Regions from separate parts of the Mus musculus genome. Here region 1 is linked to region 2. The links are chromatin contacts, called in public Hi-C maps. All regions are on one chromosome and are shown on one strand. Each heading gives the region's core, a stretch centred on a gene start, on an enhancer-like site or on the middle of the called end of the contact. The rest is flanking DNA. Distances are from core to core; before and after follow the strand shown.

Evidence for each region. A called contact is a pair of places that touch in the nucleus more often than the background predicts.
Region 1: a contact with region 2 is called in a Hi-C map of muscle stem cells, with 1.8 times the contacts expected there. The contact joins two enhancer-like sites. A contact is called at or near these places in 2 of 484 Hi-C or Micro-C datasets (the G1E-ER4 cell line and muscle stem cells) and 1 of 9 other capture datasets (embryonic stem cells).

The regions. Positions count from the first base shown.
Region 1 is chr4:86,169,923-86,173,730 of GRCm38.p6, forward strand. All of the region lies in intron 4 of Adamtsl1 (ADAMTS-like 1), which reads left to right. Among named protein-coding and RNA genes, the nearest start is that of Adamtsl1, 120 kb to the left of the region's middle. Within about 2 kb of position 1,754, at least 17 of the 459 cell types and tissues checked have an H3K27ac peak or open chromatin away from gene starts, as enhancers often do. A contact at or near this core is called in muscle stem cells, where this site is marked.
Region 2 is chr4:86,018,245-86,022,207 of GRCm38.p6, forward strand. It overlaps a transcript of Adamtsl1 not described here. Among named protein-coding and RNA genes, the nearest start is that of Adamtsl1, 34 kb to the right of the region's middle. Within about 2 kb of position 2,632, at least 64 of the 459 cell types and tissues checked have an H3K27ac peak or open chromatin away from gene starts, as enhancers often do. A contact at or near this core is called in muscle stem cells, where this site is marked.

The DNA of each region.
Region 1 (3,808 bases), core at 504-3,003, 150 kb after region 2:
GAATCTCTATGTGATCCACCAGAGACGGGAGCAGAGAGATTATAGCAGGTGGTCGAGAGTTTGCAGGGGAATATCTATGTGATCCACCAGAGACGGGAGCAGAGAGATTATAGCAGGTGGTCGAGAGTTTGCAGGGGAATATCTATGTGATCCACCAGAGACAGGAGCAGAGAGATTATAGCAGGTGGTCGAGAGTTTGCAGGGGAATATCTATGTGACCCACCAGAGACGGGAGCAGAGAGATTATAGCAGGTGGTCGAGAGTTTGCAGGGGAATATCTATGTGATCCACCAGAGACGGGCGCAGAGAGATTATAGCAGGTGGTCGAGAGTTTGCAGGGGAATATCTATGTGACCCACCAGAGACGGGAGCAGAGAGATTATAGCAGGTGGTCGAGAGTTTGCAGGGGAATCTATGTGATCCACCAGAGATGGGAGCAGAGAGATTATAGCAGGTGGTCGAGAGTTTGCAGGGGAATCTATGTGATCCACCAGAGACGGGAGCAGAGAGATTATAGCAGGTGGTCGAGAGTTTGCAGGGGAATCTATGTGATCCACCAGAGACGGGAGCAGAGAGATTATAGCAGGTGGACTTCTGAGAGCTGGGGATGAGACAGACTGGGGAGTTTGATTTGGAGGAGAGGAGGGAAAGGTGAAGATCTGCAGTTAACCCACCTGCTTCCCTATCCAGAGTGGGCTGTGGGTTCCCAGGGAGTGCCTAGTAGAGTTTATTCCCAATAAAAGAAAAGATATTAGCCTCAGTTTCCTCTCTGCAGTATGAGAATAATTGCCACTGATAAGATGGCTGTGCAGATTAAGTGACCAACTGGGTGTAAAGTGCTTTTACTGGGTTTAGTCAATACCAGCGGTTAGTACTAACAGTCCCCAAGCTCCGTCTTGCCTTTGTCTTTTCCTTCTGTGTGGCTGTGTGGAATGCACAGTTCCGTATGCTTATGCATATCGCAAGGGACACTGGCTCCCTGAGGGGACAAACCTGCCCTGTATGCTGTTCTAGCCATCTTTAACTAACAGTTCCATGTTATCCCGTTATCCCGCTCCAGCTCCAGGGCAGTGAATTGTGTCCTGTGTAAGGCTAATGAACCATCACAAACAGGGCCAGCTCTATTCGCACTTCGGCAAGTCACTGATTTTCATTATCCAAACGCCCACATTTATATATGTTACAAAGCACAAAGCCAGATTGTGTTTTAAGGAACAGCATACATTCATAGATAGAACGTGTGCAGCCATTAAAAATAATTTTGAGGTTATTTTCAAAGAAAATAGAGAAAAATCAGTTTTAGTTTTATAATGAATAGGATTCAAGAGCTGGTACCTTCTATAACAGCTGTGTATATCAAGAGTAAAGTATAACTAGAGAGAAACATTTTTCTATTGAATCCACATACTTAGAGTATTGCCTGATGCTGTTTCAGAAAACAAAGCACTCCAAAAATGAAAAGGAGAGTTCCTTTCAAGCCCTGCCTTTGATAATGTTTTCAAATGAGTGGTACAGTAGAGAAGCGAACGACAAATGAGAAATGAAATCAGGGAGCCTTTATGTCTACTGCTCTTTGGCTGCATTAAAATGAACCATACTCACACCAAAGAAGTTCTTTTCATATTTAATAATTCCTGGGGTGAGCAGTTTGAAAGGAATTAAATGGAATGATTATTTCTCCATCTCTGTCTGTGACCTGAGTCACTAGTATCAAATGTCTTCCAGTTAGTCCAAAGGCGGTGATGTCAGAAGTGATGAGTTGGCCATTTCTCCCCATGTTTTATAACCGAATTCCAAGTGGAAGCATCGTGCTGCATGGTCTGTTTTTCTCCCCTTTGCCTGAGACATTAAAGATAAAGAAAACTGCTAATAGCTGGTTGAACGTAGCTACTGAGCCTGGATTTGCTGGTTCCTGCAAGGCTCTGCTATGCGTTAGCTAATGAGAAGGCAAAGCTGAACTGAAACTTTTTTCAGGGAAGATGCATGTGTAGACTTGTGGGAAAACTCTATAATCTGACTTTTATTTATTCACTTATCAAATTTTTACTTGATTTTTAATGATGTGATAGGTACTGAAAGTATTTAAATGGACAGGAAGTAAAGAGCAGTCCCACTGCCCCAGAATTTGTCCTCTGCAGGGGACAGGGTTTAACTGTCCCTGTTTACCTTGTAAATCAGATCCTCTTTCTAAGTATGGGTTTAACTTTATTTCTCATCTTCTTGAACCATTTGGCGGTCCCCTTTAACTTAGTCTTCAGTCAAAGCATATCCCAATTTCTTTTCAGTTCATGAGCATCATGTTTTGTTATTAACTTAGTATGTTGTTAACTTATTCCTAGTCTGTAAGAATTTGGGGTATCTTAGCTTTTTTTTTTCCACACATGCTACCACTGCTGTGTGGGTCACATGACCTGGTCTCACTAAAGACCCAATTTCTTGGCATTGTGTCTTTCTTGACTATGTGGCTTAAAACCAGAGGAATTTTTTTCTCATATTTCTGGAAACTAGAAGTCTGAAATTAAAATGTTATTGGGCCATATTTTTCCAAGGTTCCGGGTAGAGTATAGTACATAGAGAGGAACCTTCACCTGCTACCTTAGGTCATGCTCAAAGAAAAAGGTAACCAAAAAGTCAAAATAGTGTTTACAATCGTCAGAATTGAGAAGGCAGAAGACAAAACAGGATGCTAGGGCCTTGCTTGTGAATATATATATATATATATATATAAAGTATTGAAGGTGACACAGTGGTATTAAATATTTTGAGTGGAAAGAAGACAGAATAATGTTGTACCTTAGCAAGAGTCTTCCATGTAATTGAGTCAGTGGATGGGAATAAGACAAAAAGAACAAAGAAGAGGTTTCTGAGACCAAATCAGGAGGCTTGGTGATTGGTTAAAGGTAGTATAAGAGAGAAGAGGAGAGATTTGAAGCCAAGTTTTTCTATCTTTCACAAAGTATGATGTTGCCACTCTGCTGAAATAGGAGAAAGGACTAACATTCACATGTGACCATGAGAAGGATGATGAAGTAATGATGTTTGGTGCAAGGTCTGCTACATGGTACTCAGAGAATTAGCATCTATTTATATATGGCAAAAATGGATGAGGTTAGAGAGTTCTATGACTGTGTTAAGTAATAAATCGGGCTCAATGTTTGTTTTCTATGGGAAACAATAGAGTCAAGACAGTACCGAGTGCTTTGAAGTGCACTGAGGCAAGCTCTTGCTTTGAAAGTTAAAGCATGTAGAGACCGTTCCAGAGACTCGGCCATCTCTAAGTGCTCCTTGCTTATTCAAATGTCATTACAGTTTATGGAAAGGATTTCTTGGTGTCATCAGAAAGATTTTTACATCTTATTACTCAGTTTGTGGTATGGAGAGTACCTAAAACTTCGTGGAAAGTGTTTTTTGTTTTTCAATATTAGGAATTTAGTGTGTCTCACATGCTGAACAAGTAAGTGTGCTGCCACTGGGCCATATCTCCAGCCTCTTTAACTCTTTAGTTTCAAATGAGGTCTCACTGAATTGTCCAGGTTGGACTTAAACTCACTCTGCAACACAGACAAGTCCTGAACTTGCTTTTACTGCCCAAGTAATTAGAGATACAAGCTGACACCATCAAGCGCAGCTATTAAAAAATCCGGTCTTATGCATATGCTGGTTGTCTTGGAACTCTCTATGTAGTTCAGGCTGGCCTTGCACTTTGGATCCTCTTGCCTTAGGCACCTAGGTGGTAGGATTATGGGTATGTACCACCACCATCCCCAACATTAAAAAATATGAAAAACGTGTCTGCCCAGTTTATTCT
Region 2 (3,963 bases), core at 1,382-3,881:
CAACTTCCTCTTATTAATTAAGCTGGGAATCAAGTCTCTGGCCCATTGTTCATTTCTTCTCCCCACTGATCTTTTATACTGCCTTTGTCAAGGTCCCCTCTTTGTGTTTAACAGTTATTTCAACCCATTTTCCTTTACCTGTTGTAATTGGTATAATGAACTCCTCCCTCCTCTTGGAAAAATCTATATTTAGTTCCAAGAACCACCTACTTTTGATTTTATCACTCCTCAGTGAAATCACTTAGAGGCCCCTTTTGTGATGAAGAGCTGCCTGTGAAGGGTATTGGGGAATTGTCATGGTAGATATACCTGTTACAGCATAAGGAGGGCAAGAGGAATACAGAGAAGGAAGCTGATCCACTGCAAGAATGGAACCAGCTGTAAGAGGAACTGCTAATGCTAAAATAACCTCAAAGTTGTCCTATAGACTGAAGCCAGCATCTGGGCATTGGATCTGGGCAACTGCCAGTCACTAGCTATAGGCAACCATCTAAAAGAACTGTAATTCCAGAAAGGGTATAGGCAATGCTTCCAAGGGGTTCCAACTGAGGGGTACTGTCCATCACAGGAATCTTACACTATGCATTCCCAAGCTAGACTCTACTTATACAAGCATCCTCTGGAAAATCTGCAGCTTAAGTTGCCAAACTCAGTGGCAGCAGTGGCATCTGGTCCACTAGTTTGGAGCAGCTATAGTCCAACCTCTACTTCATCTACCTCTTTGTGTATACCATGTCCAAGTATTTCTATGTCCTGTAAATGTTGTAACATTACTATCTAATGCAACTAGCCCTTCTTTCTACTTCCAATGCCAGTCTTCTCATTTGGCTTCTCTATCACCCATCCCCAGTGTATACCAATGAGACTGCTCTTAGTCACTGCACTAGGATACTGTATTACGCAATTTTACTTACAATTACTTACAATTCTTAACTGCTGTCTCACTGAACATGGCCAGGTCTAAACTCCTTAGGAGATTACAGAAGTTCTTTGCTGACCTACCTTATGCCACTGCTTCCCCTCTCCCTCTCCCCCTCCCCTCCTCCTCTCCCTCTCCCTCTCTCCCTCCCCTTCCCCTCTCCCTCTCCCTCCCCCTCTCCATCTCCCTCTCCCCCTCTCTCCCTCCCCTACCCCTCTCTCCTCTCCCCCTCTATCCCCCTTTCTCTCCCTTTCTCCCTCCATTCCTCCCTCCCTGAATTCTCCTTGGATACTTTCCCTTAGCTAACTGGCTCTGTAGTGTCTAACTTACAGACCATAGTCTTCAGAGTATAGAGGGTGACCCCAACACTAGATCACATTCTATTTAGAAGTCATTTCTTCTCATCAAGAGGCAAAGCCCTTGATCCAGAACAGTGATAAGGCAGGCATTTTCCTAAATACCAGGATTAATCCCAGGAGAACACATGCCCTTTGGGGCTTCCCAGCTTTGGCAAGAAGACAGCTCGACCCTGTTTGCTAGGCTAATCCCAGACTGAATGTTGCCACTAAATCCTAACTGAGCAGGACTTATGTACCAGCTGTTAACACTGATACACACTCGGTGCCAAGACCAGGCACCATTCCCCAGGCACTGATACATGCTTGCCTGCTAATCCCCCTGCCTGCTGGAGTGACAAGGAAAGGAGCCAGGTCACCGTGAGTCAGTGGAGAGCAGGCAAAAGCTCTGCCACTGTGAGTGTGCCTGATGGCGAGTGGTATACCATGCTGTGTTCATTCTAACATCAAAGCAGATAGCATCAAGTTATTTTCATTGGCCTTAAGTTCCAAGAAAGCAGTCATTGGTCATTTCTGGACTTGATCATGAAAGAAACAAAGAGGCAGAAAAACTGAGAAAGAAACAGAAAAGGGACAAAAGAAGAAAGCAGAGAGGTGTCAGAATTGGGTTTTTTTCTTTCTTTCTTTCTTTCTTTTTATTAATTAGTTTATTTTTTACACGCCATATTTTATCCACACACACCCCAGTCCACCCCAACTGTTCCACTTCCCACACCTCCTCCCCACATCCAGTCTCCACGTGGATGTCCCCCACCCCCACCCCACCTAACCTCTAAACTCCCTGGGGCCTCCAGTCTCTTGAGGGTTAGGTGCATCATCTCTGAATGAACACAGATCGGGTAGTCCTCTATTGTCTGTGTGTTGGGAGCCTCATATCCGCTGGTGTATTGTTAGTTTTAAATTTTAACTTTTGATGAAAACAGAGCCTTCCCTGAAGACAATAGCTACATTTTGTCTTCAGACTAACAGCGTTGTTGTTTGATCTCTCAGGGGGAACCCAACACCACCAGGACAGCCACACACAGGCACTGAACTCTGCCTCCTGGTCCCTTGGGTAGTGATGGGTGCATATCCTTTGGGGTCAGCAGGACCTGAAGGCAGGATGTTAGAACCACCTTCCCACTGTGAAACCCCTTCCTGGGGTTTCAAGCTTGTCCCTTCTTCACCTCCCTCTTGTACTGAATTCTTCTTTGGCTCGAGAATGTTACCCTAGAAGGGGAGACAGCCCCATAGGCTTCCTCATGGCCTCCACCATTTGCTGTTGTTGGCTGCAAGTCCCGTGCCAGGAGCCAGAGGCTCAGCGAGTGAGGACCCGTGCTCAGCTTACCCAAACAGCAGGCTGCAGGCAGTCAGCACACGCTGGGCAGCTGCCTTCTGCTCCACTGGTGATGACGCCAGCTCCTGCCTCAGATGTGCAGTCGCTTAGAGTGCCAAAGTCCCATCCCCCTCCTGCATCTATACAGAGTCCCCTGGTGCAGGTCATGAGTGATTGGCAGTTTCTTTCTTTCTTTCTTTCTTTCTTTCTTTCTTTCTTTCTTTCTTTCTTTCTTTCTTTCTTTTTTTTTTACGTTTTCCAGTGGATCCATACTGTTTTACAGCCAAATGTCTTTGAAAGTTCTTTGGCAGTGCATTCCTGAAGCATGCTATTAAACAACATCGTCCTCATAAGCTCATAATTGCAATTCCAGGGTCTTTCTTGTTCTGCATTGTCACATCCCTGGAGCAGTAGAGTCTAAAGAGAAAGCATTCCCCAGGCCTTTATCTTCTCAGGACCAAGGGCCTCTCCTCCCACTGATGTCCAACAAGGCCATCCTCTGCTACATATGCGGCTGGAGTCAATGCTGCTCTCACTGTGGGCTGAGGCCATTCCATTCGTGGCCTCCAGGAACGCGCATATTTAATTTTTTTTGTCTTCTTAATGTCTCCTATTATAGAAAAAAAGTGGGTTCCTTTTGATTTTGTTTTGTTTTGTTTTGTGCAGTCAGAGAGCAATGAAGACTAGATTACATCTTAACATTCACCTTCCTTGTGATTCCTTGCTAAGGATGTTCAGTTAGGGAAACATACGGGACAGAGATGCACAAGTGGAAAGCACCGCCATAATGCAAATAAATTATCACAGAAACAAGGCTTTGTTTCTCTCTTGCCAGTCTTACCACTTTGCACCCCCAACCCCCCCCTCCCCGGGCCTGGCATTTGGAACCTTCTCAATCCATGTTAGTCTGCATGTTTGTCCCTCATCAAAGAACAGATGTGTGAGCATTTACAAGTTACTTTTATATCATGATATAGCATGATGTATGTCTCACCACACATGAGTTATATATTTGTATCTGATACCTATTTAGTCCGTGTTTCAGAAGTCATAATGAGTTATCAATAGTGTCTTCTTGTACATTCTTGAATGCCATATTTTGAATGTCATGTAATCTAAATGCTTTGAAACATGACATAGCAGCACTGCAAATTACTAGGTGTTAACAAAATTATCTGCTCTGTTGCCCATTCTTCCTTCCACTCATCCAACAACATCAGGTCCAGTGGTCATCTTGACATCAGATACAGTTGCCATCTTGACATCAGATCCGGTTGTCATCTTGACATCAGATCCAGTTGTCATCCTGACAGACATCAGATACAGTTGTCATCTTGACAAGCTTACTTCATCAAAAGTAGCTTACTAAATTA